Linked DNA regions of Sus scrofa: all the other regions are linked to region 3. A link is a contact called in public Hi-C and promoter capture Hi-C data. All regions are on one chromosome and are shown on one strand. The core of a region is the stretch at or near the end of the contact, and the rest is flanking DNA. Distances in the headings are between cores, read along the strand shown.

Region 1 (5,752 bases), core at 753-3,252, 100 kb after region 3:
TAACCATCTCCAGAGTTAACTGAAGAGCATGAAAAATGGCATTTTGGATATTGGGTACATCATGTTTAAAGTTCAGGAAAGGCCTTCACATATTAGTGTGGTGGAAACTAGAGAATGGAGAAGTGGGATGAATGGTAAGAGGTCCTTTGGGTCCCAGGGCTGAATTACCCATTGGGCACAGTAGGCACAGAGCCCAGGGCCCAAAGTACTTCTAGAGGCCCATGAATATGTTTTAATTTGTTATAAAATCAGAAGTAGAAAAATAAACTTTGAAGTTGAAGAAAGTGTTTTAACATCTAGTATTAATGTATTATTATTATCCCCATGGTGTTATAAAGTATAATTTTTAGTATTTTTTTAATGGAGGAAGGGGCCCATGAAAACAGAAGTTCCTAGGGCTGACAAAAGGGATCATGGCCCTGTTGGGTCTTGATTATGAAGGATCTTGTATGCTAACTGAAGAGTTTGAATTTAATTCTAGGAACATGAGAGAACTAACAAATTTTAAGCGTTATCAGCTCTGTCTTTTATGAAGATGCCTCTGTCAGCAGTTTGGGTGAGACTATTTGCAGTTCAACGTAGTTATGTTAATCAGAATTGTTTTAGTGCTTATTATAACAAAATATCATGTGTTTAAAATGATGAGAGCTAACTTTAATCCCTTAAAAGAGCTAATTGACCATACTTGACTGATCAAAATTCTTATATCTGTTGACAAATATAGAAAACTATGTAAATGATCAGGTCTCTATATGTGACAGTATAATGCTATGCTGTACCGTTTGTCATGGTACTCTGTTTCACCCCTACTTTTCCTACATTGTTTTTGAAGAATCCAAAACTTTACACAGAGATTTTGCTGAGACATTCCAACAAATAGCATTTAAAAAACTACAAGCACTGTTTTAAGAAATGGCATTTTTTTTTTTATTTGACCCAAGGGCAGGTTAGTTACAAATCTTGCAAGAACACCTTTACATTGTAAAGGAATTTGCTGCATCTTAATTTGAAAGAGTTACGTTTAAAATAGCTAAGTATAATAGCTTATCTTGATGACACTGTCACAAAATAATTCCTAAAAAGTAGGCTGAACTTTTTTTTTCTTTTCTTTTTTTTTTTTTTTTTCTTTTTAGGGCCACACCCATAGCATATGGAAGTTCCCCGGCTAGGAGTCGAATCTGAGCTACAGCTGCTGGCCTACACCACAGCCACAGCAATGTCAGATCCCCAGCCCACTGAGCAAGGCCAGGGATCAAACCTTCATCCTCACGGATACTAGTCAGATTTGTTTCCCCTGTGCCACAATGGAAACTCCTGAACTAATTTTTTTTTTTTTTTTTTTGTATTTTCGTCTTTGCTAGGGCCACATCCGCAGCATATGGAGGTTCCCAGGCCAGGGGTTGAATCGGAATTGTAGCCGCCTGCCCGCGCCACAGCCACAGCAATGTGGGATTCGAGCCACATCTGCTATCTACACCACAGCTCACAGCAACGCCAGACCTTTAACCCCCTGAGCAAGTCCAGGGCTCGAACCGGAACGTCACGGTTCCTAGTCGGATTCATTAACCACTTAGTCATGACGGGAACTCCAATTTTAATCTTTATAATGATTTGGTGAAGTTTGCAAATTAAGATCCGAGGAAATACTAGTATTAAATGTGCAAGATAATACAAACAAGTTTGTTATTAAAGGAATTTGAATATGTGACTACCTGTGGTAAAATGTGATGGAATCATCATTAGGCTGAATTAGATTTGTTTTTATAAATACTATATTTTCTGGCTGTTTAGCTAATATTAGTAAACATCTTCTAGAAGACTGCCTGAAATAGTTTAAATTTTGGAAATGTGAAAGTTCCATTTGTCTTTTTAATAATTACTGTTTGTATCCAAACAGACTATAAGATGCTTGAGGAGTAGAACTTTGTATTAACTCCTTGTGAATCCCCTATTTACTTATCTCAATACTTTGAAGATGCTTTCTATTATAATAAATACGGCAGTTCTGTGTGTCTAAACAGATTTGGACACACAGTTTTTGGCTCTTCCATTTCTTCTCTGGAGTTTGGTCCTTAGTTTTGTAGGTTCAGAAACATTATTTTAATAAATCATCTCGTGCTAAGGTGCTAATGAATTGAAGCCATGAATAAGAGATACTAAAATGAAGAAATAAATCAGAAGCCCATGAGGAAAATACTGGCAAAGTATAGATTGCTTTTCTGCCTAGTCAAATGCATCAGGAAAGTACTAAAGAAACTACTTGAAGAAACCAAATAAAGATCAGCTTTTGCTTTTGGTAACCATTCACTGCTTTGGTATTCTCAGCAGTGTTGGTTAATATTTGTAAACTGATAAATTATGTGACAAATGTTCTAACTGAGATTAATTGAGTCAGACTATGTATATAGAGAAAGATTGACTGGCGTTGAAAATATATTGGGTTGACCTTCAGTATAAGGGATTGTTGAACATTTCTTCTTCCGGCTATTGATACTTTTAATAATGGAAAGTCATTTTCTTTTTGACTATTAATTACCTTAGTTTTAAAAAAAGATTTATTAAGGTATAATTTATATAGCATGAAATTCACTCCTTTTAAGTGAAGAGTTATTTTTTTGGTAAATTTACAAAGCTGTGCAACCATTACCACAATCTAATTTTAGAATATTTCCATCTCCATAGATAAAATCCATGTACTTATTTGTAGTCACTGTCCTCATCCTTAGATTAACATTCCTAATGGTATATGTTTATGGTAGAAGTGAACACTGTAGCATTTCCAAAAATTATTTAGCACTGTAGGTTGGTTAATTTGCTTTCTTGAAATTTTAATAATTTAGAGAATGGATGTTTTTCTGATGATTTTTTTTTTATTCAGACACCAAAATTGTAATAGGAGAAAGAGTGTTGAGAATAATTTGTGTAAGAGAGTATTGCTTTTGAGAAATGATTTTTCAAGTTTGCTTTTTGTTTGGAAGTTAAAAATTAATTAATGAACAAATAGAAGTTATTGAATAAATACAAAATTGCACACTTGTTCAAGCCTTGTTAGGGATTTAGTAGGGAAATTTACAAAGCCTTTCAAAAAGAATAAGATCTTATAACATTTTGCAAAGATTATCAGAAAATGAATTTGTCATTCTTTTATTTCCTGTGTTTTAGCTTCTCAGAATCAAGAACGTCTGTGTGCATTTAAAGATCCATATCAGCAAGACCTTGGAATAGGTGAGAGTCGAATCTCTCATGAAAATGGAACAATATTATGCTCAAAAGGTAGCACCTGCTATGGCCTTTGGGAGAAATCAAAAGGGGACATAAATCTGGTAAAACAAGGCAAGTAATACCTTTTTCATCTGAAATAAATGTTTTTCATACAATTGAAGTTTTTGTTTGTTTGTTTTTGGTCTCTTTTAGGGCCACACTGCAGCATACAGAATTTCCCAGGCTAGGGGTCAAATCCAAGCTGTAGCCCCCGGCCAACACCACAGCCACAGCAACGCAGGATCCGACCTGTGTCTGCAACCTATACCACAGCTCACGGCAACATTGGATCCTTAACCTACTGAGCGAGGCCTGGGATTGAACCTGTGTTTTCATAGATACTAGTCAGTTTGTTATCACTGTGCCTCCAGGGGAATTCCCATACAATTAAAGTTTATCTCAGTAGGGGGGCATGGAGGTAGATTAAAGCCCTATCCAGGAGGAGAGTAAATTAAAAAGTATGTGTTCATGTATGTATTCACAAACCAGCTCCAAATTTGTAAAGCGTAACTGGTCTTTTAGTTTATTTTTATAACATCTTATTAAAATGTTAGCAGCATAAAGTCATTGTATGAAGTTTAGAAAATATAGAAAACTCATGCCTACATTTCCATACTTTTTTTTTTTTTTTTTTTTTTGAGTATTTTAGTAGAGTCCCTTCAGGTGTGTTTTCTTTGTACTTCTATGTTTATATGTGCGTGCTTTTTTACCCTCAAATTATGATAATACTGTATAAACAATTTCATACACAATTTTTTCTATTTTATATTATAAATATTTTCTCCTGTCTTTAAATATTCCTTGAAAACATATTCAACTTCTCTACAGTAGTTCATTGTATACCTGTATCTTAGTTTACAGACACGTTACTCTGTTACTGGACACTATGTTGTTTTCTGGTGTTCATTGTAATACGTAATAGGTCAGTGAAAATCTTTGAACATAATTCTTTAGTTGTATCTGGTAATTTTCTTGGAATAGATTTCTCAAAGTAGAATTTTTAGATAATAAAACACGAATATTATAAAGGTTCACCATAAAAATTGCCATATGACTTTCTAAAAAAGTTGTGTACATTTATATTCCCTCCATCACTGTACAAGAGTGTTCTTGAATCTTTGTTATTATTATATATAAATTTTTTTGATCTTTTTTTGGGGGGGTGCCTTACCTGTAGCATATCGAGGTTCCCAGGCTAGGGATTGAATTGGAGCTGTAGCCGTTGGCCTGTGCCACAGCCACAGCAAGGCCGATCTGAGTCTTGTCTGCAACCTACACCACAGCTCACGGCAATGCTGGATCCTTAACCCACTGAGCAGGGCCAGGGATCGAACCTGCAACCTCGTGGTTACTAGTTGGATTTTTTTTCTGCTGTGCCACAATGGGAACTCCTCCAGATTGGATTGATTTTTTAGTTTGTTATTTTGCTTTTAGTTCTTTTTAATTGTATTGACTCCTAACTTATTTACATTAATATCCAATTTGTAGGATGTTGGTCTCACATTGGAGATCCCCAGGAGTGTCACTATGAAGAATGTGTAGTAACTACCACCCCACCCTCCATTCAGAATGGAACATATCGTTTCTGCTGCTGTAGCACAGATTTGTGTAATGTCAACTTTACTGAGAATTTTCCACCTCCAGACACAACACCACTCAGTAAGTACTAAAAGTGACTTACTTTTCCTTATAATATCTTTCTCCAAAGTTCTTCAACATAAAAATGTACTAAAAATATTCAGGTTTGGCAAAAGTGAGAGGGGGAGTTCCAGCATCCTAAGACTACCTCTAGTAAATAGCTAAAATCCAAAAGAGGTATATCAAGATTTCCAGGGTACTGCTATATTATCAAATAAGTTTGAATCAAAAAATAGTACTTTCCAACCCCACGAAGGGGCATTTGGCACTTTTAAGAAAAGTACACATACTCTTATTCTTTCACCCAGCACTCCCATTGGTAGGAATTTATCTTTGAAGGCACACCTCCAATGGAAGGTATATTATACATATATATATAAAATTACACCTCCAATAGTAAGTGTAAAAATATGTATGTATAACATTATCCATTAAGGTATTATTTTGTAACTACATGATTGGAAACTACCTAAATGCCTAAGAATAGGAGATTGATTGAAATGCATTATGGTATGCAAGTGTAATGGAGTACTAATTAGACAGATATAAGAAAAAAAATGAGTGAGATCTCTATGAAGTGGTTTGGTGTTATATCTAGAGATAATGTTTGGTGAATAAAAAGCATTACCATTGTGGCTCAGCGGTAATGAACCCGACTAGTATCCATGAGGACATGGGTTCAGTCCCTGGCCTTACTCAGTGGGTTAAGGATCCGGTGTTGCTGTGAGCTGTGGTGTAGTTGCAGATGTGGCTTGGATTTGGCTTGCTGTGGCTGTACTATAGGCTGGCAGCTATGGCTCTGATTCATCCCCTAGTCTGGAACTTCCATATGCCACAGGTGTGGCCGTTAAAA
Region 2 (5,600 bases), core at 620-3,119, 71 kb after region 3:
TTGATAGAGACAGAAAATCTGAGATATTATATGATTTACCTTTAAAGTTACATAGTATATCGCCTCAGTCATGTTTAACCAAGAAATCATTTCAACTAGTGATCTGGTGCCTCAGGCTCAAGTCCAGTCAGATAGCTGGTGGACCTGGCAGCACAGTGCCCAAGGCCCATGTCCATTCAGAGAGCTGATCAGCCTGGCAACCAGTACTCAAAGTGTGTGGGTTTTTGTGGGGTTTTTTTGTCTTTTTAGGGCCACACACATGGCATATGGAAGTTACCAGGTTAGGGGTCGAATTGGAGCTGTAGCTGCTGGCCTACATGACAGTTCATGGCAACACCGGATCCTTAACCCACTGAGTGAGGCCAGGGATTGAACCCACATCCTCATGGACACTAGTTGGGTTCATTAACCGCTGAGCCACGATGAGAACTCCAGAGTGTGTGTGTTTTAATCAGCCTTCAATTTCCTTTCTCTTTAAGTATCTATGCAGATAAAGAGTTAACATAGCAGACTTGCTGTCCTTAGAAAGATCTGCTTACAAGATTGGTCCTTGCCAGCATCTGAGAAAAATTGCATTCTGGGAATGTTCCCACCATTTCTCAACTGATAAAGTGGTTTACTATGCTTAATCTATTTGTACAAACAATACGGTTTATGTTGTGCACCTCCTTTTCTGATAGGAGTATGAAATTTTGGTGTGTGCTAGGCAGAGGGTTCTTCTGTGACCTTAGAAACAACTTCGGACACTGAGTCTCTAATGAGTTTCCTTGGGTAGGCATTTAATCTGTGTTGTCACAATTCAGTACTGGAGGAATTTAGTGCATTCTTTCTGACTCCATGAGGAGAAGACTCTTGGAAGCATGTATCTGGTTTCCTCTGGACATCACCTCACAATAGCTTTTCCCTTTGTTGGTTTTGGTTCTATATTATTTTGCTGTAGTAAATTATAGCCGTAAGTATGATGATGTGCTGAGTCTTGTGAGTCCTCCCAGTGAATCACAGAACTGCAGGGTAGTTTCAGGGATTCCCAACATGGTATTAAATTCAGTAACATTGTAAGGAGGCACCTTATGAAGATTGTTGTCTTCCAACTCTTCTCTCTCTTTGACATTTTGGGAATGCTCAGCAGGATGACAGTTTAATCTGTTGTAATTTGGATATGTAAATATGTAAATTAAGAAGTAATTATTTAATTCTTAAAAGGATTGGAAAAATAAGTAACTTTCTTACTTGATTTTGGGGGGGCGGGGTGTAGGCATGAAGAAGTTCCCAGGCCAGAAATCAGACCTGAGCCACAGTAGTGACATCACTGAATCCTTAACCACTAGGCCAACAGAGAAGTCTCAGTTACTTGAGTTATTATAATTGAATTTAGAAATTTGAGTTTACACCAGATTTTATAGGAACATTTCTGTTAGGTAGGTTAAGATACTCTCTTTTTGCAGTAGTACCCTGAAATCCAGTTATGTTTGTCCTGAGAAATTTGTGTTCTAGGAATGGGATACTGTTGCTTCAGTTTTTCAGTTTTTTGCCCCATTACTGCAAGGTTCCTGTGTTGTTTATTTTAGATAGTTCATTTTGACACTTAGATAAACAGAAGCCAAACACACAAGCATACCCAGAACTAGTCCCTGAACTTTGTTCCAGGGTAAAGATAAGGCATTTAGACTTTTCCAGTATAGATAAATATATTACAGCTACTGAAAAATGGATGTTATGTGACTTGGATTGTTTAGATAGGCAGTGTAGGTCTTAAAAAAATTCCTGCTAACAGAGCTGAGGAAAAATTTATATTCATTCATAGAACCAGCTTGTAAGAGGATTATAAATTAGGCATAAGATTCTGTGACTCGGGAAAACATTTGTATGTATCATTTCACAACATGTATGAACAATTCCTCTGAACTGTGTTGTCCTGTTTCTGTTCAGTTTTATACTGTATTCCTGCCTTTTTGAAAATGTACTTAGTTGCGGTATAAATTGCAGGTGCTTGCCTAAACTGTGTAACTTAATGAATTTTTATAATTGTATATGCTGTGAAACTCCTCCACCACAATGAGTATACAAAACATTTTCATCATTCACCATAGATTCCTTATGCTCCTTTTTTGTTTGTTTTTTTGTTTTCTTTGTCTTTTTAGGACCTCACCCTCGGCATGTGGAGGTTCCCACGTTGGGGGTCTAATTGGACCTGTAGCCACCAGCCTACGCCACAGCCACAGCAACGCTGGATCCTTTACCCACTGAGCAATGCCAGGGATGAAATCTGCAACCTCATGGTTCCTAGTCAGATTCGTTTCTGTTGCGCCATGACAGGAACTCCCCTTGTGCTCCTTTGTAGTCTGGTTTTCCCTCTGTCCCTAGCACCAGGCAATCACTGATTTACTTTAGATTACTTTTATTTTCTAGGATTTCACATAAATGGAATCATATGATATGTTCTCATGTGTAGTGTCTGTCACTCAACACAGTAATATTGAGATTTAACCGTATTATTGCATGTGTCAGTAGTTTATTCCTTTTACTGCTCAGTAATGTTTATATGGATATATTACATTTTGTTGATCTGCCTACAAATTTATGGACACTTGGATAGTTTCCATTTGGGGGGCATTTGTAAATAAAGCTGCTCTAATTTCTGCATGGACATACAGTTTCATTTTGCTGGAGCACCCCACTTTTTTCATTTTTGTAATATTTTTTCTTCTTGGCAAAAAATAAGGGAACATCATGTAATCAGTAAACATATTGAATGCTAGATATAATGCCATGCTGAAGACACAGTGGTGAACAAGAACTCAACCTCTGCTCTTATTTAGAGCTTACAATTTGATGAATAAGGCACATATAGCTAATAATAAGTTGTGGAGATTATGTGAAGTTTAGAATGCTTTGGAGTATGATAGGGGTTCCCTTTCTCCCTGGTCTGGGGGTGATTAGGGAGAGTTTCTTTGAAGAAGAAATGTTAAGGAGCTCCCATCTTGGCTCAGCAGTTAACCAACCTGACTAGCATCCATGAGGATTCGGGTTTGATCCCTGGCCTCGTTCAGTGGGATTAAGGATTCAGCGTTGCCGTGAGCTGTGGTGTAGGTCGCAGATGTGGCTTGGATCCCATGTTGCTCTGGCTCTGGTGTGGGCCAGCAGCTACAGCTCTGATTCAACCCCCAGCCTGGGAACCTCCATGTGCTGTGGGTGCGGCCCTAAAAAGACCCCCCCCAAAAAAAAAAGAAATGTTAAGATGAACAGAGGTTAAGTAAATGAGGCATTCCATGTAAAGGGAATAGAATGCATGAGTGCTCTCAGGTGAAGAGAATGATACTGTATGGTTGCTGTCTGGATGAAGCTGGAAGGATTTGTATTTCTAGATCATACAGGTCCTTATACATGATCTTAAAGATTTTGGAAAATGATATGGGTCAGAATGTGGATCTCAGTGCGTTTTATACTATAGTCAGGTTTTTTGAATAAGTGCATTAATAGTCTCCTCATTTTCAGAAATTCTGCTTGCCATCTTTAATTCTATTGATTACTTTTAACCATAAGTTTTAGTAAGGGATGAAAATCGAAAGGTGAGCAGAATTTTGGAGTAAGACTGAGCTGACTACTCATTTAATTTTCTTATTTATTTCTGAATAAGTTAAATTTATCAAGATACTGCTGGAATACTAATGTTGAAAACTTTTATTTATGTAAGAAAAGTTTATTTGTAGGAAATCAGTTTGGCAGGAGGTCTGATATGTAATACTGATGACCTTTTGTAACCCAGTAGCTTGCTTGGAGGCTAGGAAAGGAAAGTCACTTTTGGAGGAGCAGGGTTGTTATTAAGTTTACAGTCGTGTTTTAGAGAATAAAACAAGAAAGTGAGCGTAATCTCAACTATTTTTGTTTAGACATAGTGTCTCTTACACAAAGTACTTAAGCTGCCATATAAAATACCATAGATTGAATAGCTTATATTACAGGAATTTTTTCTCACAGTTCTGAAGGCTACAAAGTCGGAGTTCAAGGTCTTGGCTCATTCCTTTCCCCAGTAAGGGCTCTCTTCTGGTTTGCAGACAGCCACCTTCTGGTTGTGTCCTATATGGCAGAGATGGGGGTGGTGAGTGGGGGAAGAGAGGAAACAAACTCTCTGGTTTCTTTTCTTATAAAGGCACTAATCCTATCATCAGGTATCCCACCCTCATGACCTCATGACCTCATGACCTCATGACCCCAGCCAAACCAGATTACTTCCCAAAGTCCCCCTTTGTACACACAACTTTGTGGGTTAGGGCTTCAGCATATGAATTTTGAGGGGACACAATTCAAGTCCATAGCAGTGCCTATTTATTTATTTATTTTTTATTTTGTCTTTTTTTTTTTTTGCTATTTCTTTGGCCGCTCCTATGGCATATAGAGGTTCCCAGGCTAGGGGTCGAATCAGAGCTGTAGCCACTGGCCTACGCCAGAGCCACAGCAATGCGGGATCTGAGCCATGTCTGCAACCTACACCACAGTTCATGGCAACGCCGGATCCTTAACCCACTGAGCAAGGATAGGGACTGAACCCACAACCTCATGGTTCCTAGTCAGATTCGTTAACCACTGCGCCACAACAGGAACTCCAGCAGTGCCTATTTAAATTTAAATGGGAGCTCCCTTCTTGTGGGTAGTGGGTTAGGGATCCAGTGTTGTCACTGCAGTGGCTTGGGTCGCTACTGTGGTGTGGGTTTGATCCCTGCCCAGGAGTTTTTGCATTCTGCAAGTGCAGCCAAAAAAATTTACATTTAAATGAATTAAAATAAAATAAAAAAATACTCTGTCATATTAGCCATATTTTAAGTACTTAATAGTTGTGTATAGGTAGTGGCTGCTGTGTTGGACAGTATAGATTATAAAATATTTCAGAAAATTATATTGGATAGTACAGATATAAAGAGTGTTTAGAGGCCTTTCAAGGCCTTAATGGATCACATGATAGAGATTAGTCTTATTTTGATTAAGAAGCAAGGCTGTGATTGTTTCTCATTTGGAGTCAGCTTTCTTCTGTAAAAATCCATTTTAATGAATTCTTAAGAAGTGGTGAGTTTGGAGTTCCTGTCATGGTACAGCGGAAATGAATCAGACTCGTAACCTTAAGGTTGCAGGTTCGATCCCTAGCCTTGCTCAGTGGGTTAAGACCTGGGGTGTGGGTCGAAGACTCGGCTTTGATCCCGAGTTGCTGTGGCTGTGGCTTAAGCCAGCTGCTGTGGCTCTGGTTTGAGCCCTAGCCTGAGAACCTCCATATGCTTAGGAGAGGCCCTAAAAAAAAAAAAAAAAAGAGTTTTTGTTGGATGCAGTGGTTAGTTTCATTTTAAAATTGATTTAACCACTACTTGCTATATTATTGTCATGGTGTGTTCTTCCGTATAATTTTTACTTTAAAATAGTATTGCTAATTATTTGTTTCAGATCTTATCAGAAAGGTCATTTCTATATGTATAATACCTTTCAAAGCCCTTTCATATATCTCTCCAAACTGCTGTGAACCCGAGTTTGGAGCTTGCATGTAACCATATGATATATGTAACTTCCCATGTGGGTGTTTCTTAGAAGATTCAGAGTAGTATAAACTACCCTTT
Region 3 (5,183 bases), core at 1,455-3,954:
AAAAAAAGTCTGAGAATTCTGAGCTGGTGTTACCACAACCCCCTAATTATAGAAGATATTTAGTATGATAACAGCAACTAGTGTAAGGAATGTGAAGATTTATTTACATCAAGTTCAGATAAAAGGGGACTTGAATAAGCAAGCAAAGAGTATGACTTCAGGAGTGTATCTTTGAACGTTATCTTTGGAATGGCTCTTAGCCACAATGAAAGACCAGCAAAACCGGCCTTCAGAATAACCCTTCTGCTTAGTAAAAGGGAAGGCTAGACTTCACCTCTAAGATCGCCCTCCCACGCAGATTTTCCACCTCGCAGCTAAGAATTAAACCCAGACTTCCGATCATGGCGCCACGCACGTCACCCTCTCCCTCTTGCCCCAGCAAAATCCCACCCAAGTCGACCAAGATCCCCCAGGAGTACGAGCTGCAGGGCGGGGGAGGAATCTTGGTTGCTTGGGCTTTTGCAATTCAAAAAACCTCCGCAAGAGATCCTCTCCAGTTGAAAGAGCAGCAATACCTGCCCTTTTCCTCGAAGCGTAGACCCGACCCCACTCTTTACCTTGAGGCGGCACCCCACACCGCGATTTTCCTTTCAAATGCCCTAAAAAACCCCCTAAGGCCCCCAGCTTTTGTGAATAAAAGCCCACCCTCGAAGTGGAAACTCCACTGCAAAGACAGATATGCAGACAGCAGGATAGCGAATAGAATTTTAAAAGAAGGAGTTCTTTCTGGCTTCGCAGCCTTTCAAACATTCCATATTCCTGTTAGCTAGGGAAGGTTAAGGTAATGGGTGCTTGAGGGTTGCAGGGCACCAATTAGAGCAAAAACATCAATTTAGGGGTGGTCTTTCCACCCCTAAATTCTGGGCTTTTGTTTTGAGTCGGTGAGGGGAACCGAGGAGGCCGAGGTCTCCGGTTCGGGTAAAGGCGGGTCCATCCAGATTCTTTGGGCTACGGAGAGGCAGGCTCCGGCCCCAAGAAACAAAGGGGGGTATATTTGCCCCTCAAGGCTTTACTCCAAGAGTCCCAGAGGAGTCAGAGGCTAAACCACCGAGCTCGAAGAGTTTGGCAAACGCTGGACTACAGATGCGGCCGCCTTCTCTTAAGCACACAAATCCCAAGCGTGCCCGTATGGAAGGTGCGTGCGTGTGTGTGAATGTGTGTGTTTGAAGGAGAAAGGCCACCGTTTTGTGTGTGTGTGAATGAGTGTGTATGAAGGAGAAAGGCCACCGTTGTGTGCGTGTGCGCGTATGTGCGTGAAGGAGAAAGGCCACCGTTGCCCATTGTGGGACGCCGGCCCCGCCCTGCCCTCGGTGGCTCGGGGGAGACACGCAGCATTAGGGCCTCGGAGTCCGCCTCTGCTAGCCCGGGAGCGAGGGGCGGGGCCGGGCGGGGTCGCGGGCGCGCAGGCGCAGTGCGGGCCTCGTCTCGCCGCCGCCGCAGCCGCCGCCGCTGCTGCCGCCGCCGCCCGCGCTGCACCACAGGCCCGAGACAGACAGGGCCGGGAAGAGCCGGAGACTGAGGAGGAGGCGGAGGCGGAGGAGGCGGAGGCGGGGCGACTCCGGTGACCGGGAGCGCCGCAGACTGGCAGCTGCGGCGACTCCCCCCTTTGTGTCTGGTCTGCTCGGAGCCACTGGAAGTGCTTCCCGGAGGGGCGCGGGGTGTCTCGCCGCCTTGCTGCCCACCCCCCTTTCCAGCCACCTACATCCGCCCTCCCGCCGCCCCCCGCCCTCGGCCCGCGACGCCTGAGCTCCGCCCGGAGCCTAGAGCTGCGGGAAAACGAGGCGGCGGCGGCGGCGGCGGCGGCGGCTTCCTCCGGAGGGTTGTGATTCGCTCACGGGAGCCATAGAAGACGAGGCTTTCACGGCAGAATTTACCCCAGGCAAGATGGAGCGGCAGCAGTAAAAAAGAGAGGAAGAAGTACACCGGAGAGGGCTAGAAAGGGCAGCCTCCCCGCACCTCCCCTCCGCCCGCTGTCTTGGGGAGCTCGGGGCCCGGCCTGCAGACCCCTCCCCTCCCCCGCTTCCCACCGCCCCTCAGCCCTCCGGCTGGGACCTGCCAGACCCTCGCAGGATTGTTCCGCGAAGACGTGAAGGCGGTGGGTTTGTCCATGGAGGCAGGCACCTTTTTCGATCCAGTCGAGGAAGAGGATTTGCTGTGCTCGAAATCGGAGTAAAGGAAGCACCGAAGCGAAACTTAAAAGGAATCTTGCCCTCCCGGAGCCACGGGCGATGCGCCTCCGGCTATCGGGCGCCGCCGCCCGCCCGGCTTTGCCCTTCCCGGCAGTCGGGAACTTGTTCTGATCCTTGGCGTCCCCATCGAATCCCGGCTCCCCACCCCTCGCCACTCTGGATATGTTTTCTCCCAGACCTGGATATTTTTTTGATATCGTGAAACTACGAGGGAAATAACTGCGGGGCTTTCTTCTTGTCTCCCTGCTTCTCCCCACGGACATGCCTTCAGTTTGGGGGGCCGAGGCACCCCCTCCTAGGCGAGCGAACTCCCCGAGCCGCGAGGGAGAGAAATGAAGGGAATTTCTGCTGCGGAATGAAAGCTCTGCAGCTCGGTCCTCTCATCTGCCATTTGTCCTTTCAAACTGCATTGTTTTTCGGGCTGGATAAGTCCGACGAGAGCGAGGACTAGCTTCTCGGCCGTCTTTCTCCGCCCGTGTTCACTTTCCATATTTATTTTCTCTGCTCTTCTGCTTCTCGACTGGCCCAGGGATGACTTCGTCGCTGCGGTGGCCCCGGCGGGTGCCCTCGCTGCTGTGGACCGTCCTGCTGGTCAGCGCTGCGGCCGGTGAGTAGCCCCGGGTGGCACGACCCGGCCACTTCCCCTGCGGGTGGCGAGGGAGGGAGCCTGCAGAGGCCGAGGCCTGCACCGGCCCTTCGCCACGCTTCCCCCGATCGCCTGGTACCTGCGCGCCTTTCCAGTCCTTCCAGGGAACTACCCTTCCATGTTGTCGTGTAGTTTCGAATCCCCACTCCTCGTATTCCCCACCCCCACACCTCCCACCCGCGGGGGGGAAAAAAGACACATTGGGTGTGGTATCTTGACATTTTTAGCTGTGAGGTAATGCCAGGATTAAAAATAATATTTTAATCACCAGTGGACAGTGTCTATTATGAGATCTTTGGAAACAGAACTGTAGGGTTTTTTTTTTTTTAATATAAAGAAGAGGATTTGGCTTACAGTAAAAACATTAAACTATGGAGCATACACTTGAACCTTATTTTTAGATTTAGATCGCTCTCTGGGAATCCATGTTACTTTCATTATTCCAAAACGTTCCCGAATAAATTGAATAAATGTTGAGGAACCCAGAACTGTGAAATTCTTAATACATTGTACAGTACTGTTAGTTGTTATTATCATTGGTATTATTTTATTTTGAAGGGTATAAGTAATTATGTTTTCATCTTTTCAATCTTGGACTCTTGTATTTTATCTGCTTTTAGAATTACTGTTGGGTTTAGAAGTATTTTCAGTAACTTTTCTTTTAGTCATCTGGCATCTGTTGGTTTTCCTGTCATTGACCTCACGTCAGACTTCTAGGAGATCTGAGTCCTGAAAGAAAGTTCTTTTGACATTTTGCTGAAGCTTAAAGGGAAATGGTAGTCATCCTTTCCTTAGGATATTTTGTCTTTAATTCTCAAACGCCTTAGTGCAAATCTCATGTTACGTTTGCAGTTAATTTTTCAAGCAGTCTTTTGGTGATTTGCTTTCAGAAATTTTGGGGAGTGATACATATAATTTTTAAATTTGGTTTAGTATGGCCAAATAGATTATATATTTTAAAATGAATGAAGAAAAAAATGGATGAGGGACAACATAACACCTTTCCAATTACTTTTTCTTAAGTGTAATTTTCACATTAATTTCTCACTGCTATGTTAGATGTGGAGATTGCTTGCTTATTTCCATTTAAAAAGTCTGCATTGGGAAAACACTGAAAGATAAATTGAACACTCCTTTTGTGTTTTTAATATTGTTGATTAGTGGCTATTATGTTTGTTATAGTTGTGTTAAAATAATTAGAACTTCTGAATTGAATGTATTTTGATGCTGATGTTTTAATATTTTTAACTGCCACAATTCCTTTTGGGGTAAAAAAGAATGATTTTTCTCTAGATTATTTTGCGTTAGTTATTTAAATTCTCTAGTTGTAAGCCATGTGGTTCCTGTGAAATATGAAGAGAGTAAAAGGCCTTAAGCTTAAGCAGTCATTCTAAGACCAGAAGTCTCAGAGCATAGATTTTTTAGTGTTCTTTGTTATTAACCTTTGTAGAACATAGATTCTTATTTTTAGTTGACAAGCTTATCTGAACTGATAAAAGTGGGAGAAAGTACAATCGACTTAAAAATAAACTTCATTTTATTTGGTAAATTAAGTATTAGAATGATGGCCCCTAAAAGGGATGGATTAAAGTAATCACTGCTTAAAAGTGATTTTAGTTGTCTTCTTTCTTTAGTAGCACCAAATGCCAAAATTTGTGAAGCTGGATTTCAGAGCTATAACAACAATAATAGTAGTAATAATAGTATTTGTTTAACGTTTGCTATGGGCCAGCAACTGTTCTAACAGGCTTACGTGTGTTTTCTCATTTGATCCTCATGACGATTCTTTAGGTTCAGTTATGCTCCTTTTATAGAGAGATCAAAGTACAGAAAATTTAAATAACTCAGCACTCTGTCAGTAAACTGTGGAGCCAGAATTGCAGTCTGCACCCTTTCCTAGGACGTTAATGATGGCAACAACTTCTTACTCTAACTGGGAACATGAAGTAAGAGTTAGATAAGCCTTTGAAAAGAAGCATAAACATTTAACTGGATCTTGGTACAGCACTGGTTATGCAGATATCGTGGTTCTAAAACATGCAAAACTTTGCCTAATGTTGAAGTGTTTAGTACGTTTTCATTAAGTGTAAGGTGGCTAGAGAGGGCCTGTGTGGATTTGGGATATATAGATGCAGTGATATAACTAGACAGGTGCAAATGGTGCAGCTGAACAGGAAAATAATACTAGAAGACTGACTGTTATTAAATCTCTTTATAGGGTCATGGTTAAATCCTCTATTTCTTTTGAGTCACTTTCCCCCACTTACTCATTCTAGTTCTTAGATTCCTTAATTCTAAGAACAGTTGGTATGCAAAAATTAGAATTTATATAAAAAATACATGCTTCT
Region 4 (5,463 bases), core at 720-3,219, 78 kb before region 3:
CAGCTAACATTGCTCACTGTGATATGCTGCTTCCTGATATGCTGTAAAAAATAGGGAAGATGGAGGTGAGTCTCGTAAGGGGGTAGGGACGGCTACTTTAAACCCTCCCTCACCTTTTAAGAAGTCACAAAAACAGGAGTTCCCATCATGGCGCATTGGTTAACGAATCCGACTAGGAACCATGAGGTTGCGGGTTCGGTCCCTGCCCTTGCTCAGTGGGTTAACAATCTGGCGTTGCCGTGAGCTGTGGTGTAGGTCGCAGACGTGGCTCAGATCCCGTGTTGCTATGGCTCTGGCGTAGGCCGGTGGCTACAGCTCCGATTAGACCCCTAGCCTGGGAACTCCATATGCCGTGAGAGCGGCCCAAAGAAATAGCAAAAAGACGAAAAAAAAAAAAAAGTCTCAAAAACAGTATTTTTGTTTATGACAGGTCTTTTGAAAATTGCTAATCCTCAGGAATAAAGTAACTTGTGGTTTCCAAAATGCTTTACAAAGGCTAGAGTATATAGAGGGAGGAGTACCCAGGGTGGGAGAAGGGGAAGGCCACGTTGTAAAGTTTGCCTTGTGACTTGCTTCAGCCGTCTTTGGCCGTCTCCCTCGTGGGACATCCCGTTTGGTGCCTCTCAGCATATGGCAAGTCCATGTAAACCCCCGACTGGGACTCCTGGTCTGACTGGGCTCAGAAGGTCTGCCTTATAGCCATATGAGGTCACTCAGGGGCTTAAATGGAAACTTGGATCAGGACTCCACACTGGCTTTGTGTCCATGACACGTCTCAGGCACACACATTCATTCTCCTTTCAAGAGGCAAATAGGAACTGAACAAAGTAGAAAGCAAAATCACAAGCTTGCTTACCTTATGAGTGCTGGTGTATCAGATCTTGGACAGGCCCCGGAAAGATGTTACCGGAATCCCAGTTCTTGTTCACGGAGCTGAAGAATGAACTTTGTGAACACACAGGCAGCAAGAAAGCAAAAGTCTTTATTAGAGAAAGGCAGATAGCTCCCAGCACAGACACTGCGAGGGAGAGGAAGATTTCCCACACACTAACTTTCTAAGGAGGTGTTATCTCTTAAAGACAGGGGTACCAACATGGGGTCCTGCTATCAGTCCTGCTCCCTGTTGGCCTTGCCCAGCACCTATACTGGGCCTTGTCCAATAGGGGCTTAGAGTCAGGATATACTCCATAGGCTTTATGGTCCTTTTGTTCTTCTTTCCCTTAGACTTAGAGTTGCCATTCTTTACATTCCTTTTCTAGCAGCCAAATGTGTAGATCAGAGGTTAATGTCCACAGATGTACTTTCAGTAGTTAATCTTCCAACAAGCAAGGGCTGTTTATCTTGATTTGTTTTTACAAATTTAAAACCGTGGACATTAATCAGGGAATATATGGAAGCCCGTGTTCCTACACTAACTATTGGAATTATTATTCTGCCTCACAAGTTCCCAGGCTAGGCGTTGAAACGGAGCTGCAGCTACCAGCCTAGCCACTGCATCATGGGATCCCAGCTGCATCTGCAACCTACAAGCCCCCAGCTTGCCGCAATGCTGGCTCCTTAACCCACTGAGCAAGGCCAGGGATCGAACTGCCGCTTCATGGATGCTAGTTATGTTCTTAACCTGCTGAGCCCCAAGAGGAACTCCCTGAAGGTTTTGTTTATTTTTGTTTTTAATTTCTTTTTTTGGCAGACCTACAGCAGGTGGAATTTCCCAAGCCAGGGATCGAACATGCGTTACAGCGGCGACCCAAGCCACAGCAGTGAACAAGACCGTACCCGTAACCCGTAGCCACCACCATTCTCCAAAGCAGGACAGTTTTCCCTTTCAGATTTTTCTGAGCTTGAGCAAATAAAACCGCGGTTGCGCTCTACGAAATCTCGCGATATTTTTACGGTCCTTTGTGGCGGGAACAAAACGGAAGCCAGGGCGACTCTGCTGCGCGTCATCTGTCGGAAGTGAAGTCACGTCCCAGAAGCCTTGGGGAAGGAGAAGCGCCGGGACGCTTTCTGCATGTAGTCAGGTGTGGAACGTTTTTGCAACGTGGTCTGGCTCTTTGCCGGACGGCGTGCGCCCAAGTGCTTGGCCAGCCGCGGCCTTGCGGGCCTTGAGGGCCTACAAATTTGGTCTTTTTTTCACTGGTTTAAGATCTCGTGTCACGCCACTCGGCGCCCTGACCCGGCTTCACCATGTTGGTGCTGTTTGAAACGTCCGTCGGCTACGCCATCTTTAAGGTAGGTGGGAGCCATTGGAGGGGGATGGCGGGTGTTGGGCAGGGGAGGAGAGGGAAAGACCTAAGGGGAGGACGACAGCGCTCATGTTCTCGTGGGTGCTTTTCTGCCCCCCTGGTCCGAAAGGAAGGGCCTGGAAGGTTTGGGCCTGGAAGGCGCCTATTTCGGTGAACACGTGGCGGCGTTGTTTGGGCCTCCCGGTTCTGTAAGGGGATTTGGCCCAGTTAGAGAGGTGGGCAGGTGCCGTATTAGAATTTTACAGGTTATGATAAAGAGTTTGGATTTTGTTGAGTGATTTGAGGAGTAATTGGGAGACTTTAACGGAGGAGTAAACTGATTTAACTTTATTAATGAAGTTGCTTTGCTGTGTGTGAAGTGGATTGGCGGGACGGGGTGCAAGAAAGGAAGCAAGGATATTTTTGCGTTAATCTAGACAAGATGAAGTTACTTGGATTAAGGTTTGTGTGGGTGGAAAGAAGTATTGGGAGAAAATTAGAAGGTAGAACTGATGGGATTGGCTGAGGGATAAAAGAATGTGAGTTTGGGGTTTAAGTGGGTGTGGTGGTAGGGAGAAGATTTAGGGATCTGGGAGGGTTACTAAAGTGTTACATTTTGGGCCGTTTTCAGCGTTTGATGTCTGTTAGACATGGAAATGCAGTGGTCATTTCAAGTTTGAAGCCCAGGGGAGAAATCTGAGCTGAAAATTTGAGTTTTGCTTATTTTAATTGGGAAAGTTTAAAATTAACTTCATCAAGGAGTTCCCGTCTTGGCCCGACTTAGGATCCATGAGGATGTGGGTTCGATCCCTGACCTCACTTAGTGGGTTAAGGATCCCTCGTTGCAGTAAACTGTGGTGTAGGTCAGCTGCCACAGTTCCAATTGGACCCCTAGCCTGGGAACCTCCATATGCCACGATTGCGGCCCTAAAAGACCATAAATAAATAAACAAATAAAATTGACTTCATCAGCAAGGAAATAATTGAATAAATAATTGAACAATGTGACTATCGTTTAGTAGGGTGCCATTGAGATGTTAAGAGAATGAGGTAAATTGAGTGGTATCCTGGTGCTCTACAAACATAGTAATGAAAAGCATATTTTTCATATGTACTGACAAGGTAAAAAATGCTAGATAAAATATGGTATGATTCTAGGCATCAATCAAAAAAACTGATATGGGTGCAGAGAGTGTGGAATGGTACCAAAACGTCGATTTGGTGCAGTTTTTCATTTTATTTTCCAAGTTTCTCTTTGGCATTTGAAAATACCATTTGCATATTACATTAAGTACTTGTTTTAAGAAAACCAATAAAGGAGTTCCCTTGTGACCTAGTGGTTAGGATTTGGAGCTTCCCGCTGTGGTCTGGTTCAGCGCCTGCTCTAGGAACTGAGATTCCATACTAATCCATTGCATGCTGCAGCCAAAAAAAGTGGGAAAAAAAACAGTAAGATAATTTAAAACCAAAAGCTGATATTTCTTATCTTTCCTCTCATTAGATTTGTCTGAATGCATTATTAGCAATTTTAAGGGACTTTAAAGGTCCATAGAGCCCAGGAATAGGTCCTTTAGGCTTTTCCCCATCTTTTTGCAATCTTCTCCAAGGTCTCAGCATTTTGCTCATGCCCCCCAAATTCTCATAGCCATTATAGTGTGTGGGTGTCTGGATGAGTTTCATCTAAATCGATGTTACAACAAACATCCTTAACTGGATGCTAAGGGGCGGGGGAGGTGTAAATGCACTCTCCACTGCTTGAATCCAACGGTGGGAAGGAACTGGCTTAGCAACTGTGTGGTTTCTAGACCCTGGGTCATAAAGTATAAAGTCATATGAGGAATTACTACTGATTTCTATTAATATAGAGTATCCTCCGTAAAAATAAGTCCTGGGTATTCTGTTGCAGTGTTTTGTTTTGTTTTGTTTTGTTTTCCTTTTTTTGTGCTTTTTTAAGGGCCACACCCGAAGTATATGGAAGTTCCCAGGCTAGGGGGGGTGAGTTGGAGCCACAGCCATAGCAACGTGGGATCCCAGACGAGTCTGCAACCTGAACCGCAGCTCTTGGCAAGACCGGATCCTTAATCCACTGAGCAGGGCCAGGGATTGAAACTAGTCCTCATGGATACTAATTAGGTTTGTTACTACTGATTCACAATGGGAACTCCTTCTATTGCAGTTTTTGATTTTACTTAAATTACTATTGAAAATTGTCAAATTGTAATTTATTTTTTATGTAACCTAATTGAGAAATAACCAAAGGCTTGTGAATATTCTGAAATATTGTTTCATTTATAAATACTTGGAATTAGTAGCAGTTATTTTTTTATTTCATGGCTGCACTGGCAGCATATGGAAGTTCTTGGGCCAGGGATTGAGCCCGAAACACTGCTGCAATCTACGACACAGCAAAGTGAGATCCTTTAACCCACTGCACCAAGCTGGGGATGGAACCCTGCACCTCCACAGCAACCCAAGTCTTTGCAGTCAGATTCTTAACCCACTGGGCTATGGTGGGAACTACAGTAGCAGTTATTGATTCTTTCTGAATAAAATTGACATACAGAATATTCTAAAATAAGTTGAACAAGTTTGAAAGAATTACTAAAAGTAAATTGTACACCTTAAAGGTGTGAATATTCTCTGAAACATGTGTGTAGATGTTCAGTACATGGTTATTAGCTCCGGTCCCCTTAATCTTTCAAAGCTGGGGTATAAATTTATATGGACTGCATAAAATTCATGCTTGAATAGAATGCTCTAAGAAAGTTTTCTTCAGGAATTCCCCTTGTGGCAGTGGGTTAAGAATCTTACTGAAGGAGTTCTCATTGTGGCGCAGTGGAAATGAATCCAACTAGGAACCATGAGGTTTTGGGTTTGATCCCTGGCCTCGCTCAGTAGGTTAAGGATCCAGCATTGCTGCGAGCTGTGGTGTAGGTCGCAGATGCAGCTTGGATCTGGCGTTGCTGTGGCTCTGGTAGGCGAGTGGCTACAGCTCCGGTTCGACCCCTAGCCTGGGAACCTCCATATGCCTTGGGTTCGGCCCTAAAAAGGAAAAAAAAAAAAAAATGGAAAAAAAAAAATCTTACTGCAGCTCAGGTTCAGTCCCCAGGCCAGAAACTTCTATATGCCTCAGGTGTGGTGATTTAAAAAAGAAAAAAAATTTTCCAAACTCAGTTTGCAATAAGGAATACATTTTATATCATGACCCAGTATATCCATATATATACACACTGTGGTT

Evidence for each region. Promoter capture Hi-C pulls out the DNA fragments that hold promoters and counts their contacts. A called contact is a pair of places that touch in the nucleus more often than the background predicts.
Region 1: a contact with region 3 is called in a promoter capture Hi-C map of liver, with 3 times the contacts expected there. The contact joins the enhancer-like site here to the promoter of BMPR2 in region 3. A contact is called at or near these places in 2 of 5 promoter capture datasets (both in liver), 4 of 47 Hi-C or Micro-C datasets (embryonic fibroblasts, liver and skeletal muscle) and 2 of 2 datasets of contacts at active chromatin or transcription factors (alveolar macrophages and skeletal muscle).
Region 2: a Hi-C map of liver shows a contact between it and region 3, with 10 times the contacts expected there. The contact joins the enhancer-like site here to the promoter of BMPR2 in region 3. A contact is called at or near these places in 1 of 5 promoter capture datasets (liver), 3 of 47 Hi-C or Micro-C datasets (liver and skeletal muscle) and 1 of 2 datasets of contacts at active chromatin or transcription factors (alveolar macrophages).
Region 4: a contact with region 3 is called in a Hi-C map of liver, with 2.1 times the contacts expected there. The contact joins the promoter of NOP58 here to the promoter of BMPR2 in region 3. A contact is called at or near these places in 1 of 5 promoter capture datasets (liver), 12 of 47 Hi-C or Micro-C datasets (blood, embryonic fibroblasts, heart right ventricle and 4 more) and 2 of 2 datasets of contacts at active chromatin or transcription factors (alveolar macrophages and skeletal muscle).

Annotation. Positions count from the first base shown.
Region 1 is chr15:106,071,584-106,077,335 of Sscrofa11.1, forward strand. BMPR2 (bone morphogenetic protein receptor type 2) reads left to right here. Exons shown (of 13, transcript NM_001204900.1): 2 at 3,163-3,333; 3 at 4,750-4,920. Among named protein-coding and RNA genes, the nearest start is that of BMPR2, 100 kb to the left of the region's middle. Within about 2 kb of position 2,003, at least 2 of the 83 cell types and tissues checked have an H3K27ac peak or open chromatin away from gene starts, as enhancers often do. A contact at or near this core is called in liver, where this site is marked.
Region 2 is chr15:106,040,807-106,046,406 of Sscrofa11.1, forward strand. All of the region lies in intron 1 of BMPR2 (bone morphogenetic protein receptor type 2), which reads left to right. Among named protein-coding and RNA genes, the nearest start is that of BMPR2, 72 kb to the left of the region's middle. Within about 2 kb of position 1,870, at least 6 of the 83 cell types and tissues checked have an H3K27ac peak or open chromatin away from gene starts, as enhancers often do. A contact at or near this core is called in alveolar macrophages and liver, where this site is marked.
Region 3 is chr15:105,968,873-105,974,055 of Sscrofa11.1, forward strand. It overlaps BMPR2 (bone morphogenetic protein receptor type 2), which reads left to right and starts at 2,705. Exons shown (of 13, transcript NM_001204900.1): 1 at 2,705-2,796. The coding sequence starts at 2,721.
Region 4 is chr15:105,891,639-105,897,101 of Sscrofa11.1, forward strand. It overlaps NOP58 (nucleolar protein 58), which reads left to right and starts at 1,970. Exons shown (of 14, transcript XM_021075921.1): 1 at 1,970-2,232. The coding sequence starts at 2,188. It overlaps LOC102166561 (a long non-coding RNA gene), which reads right to left and starts at 1,924. Exons shown (of 3, transcript XR_308179.3): 1 at 1,777-1,924; 2 at 857-945.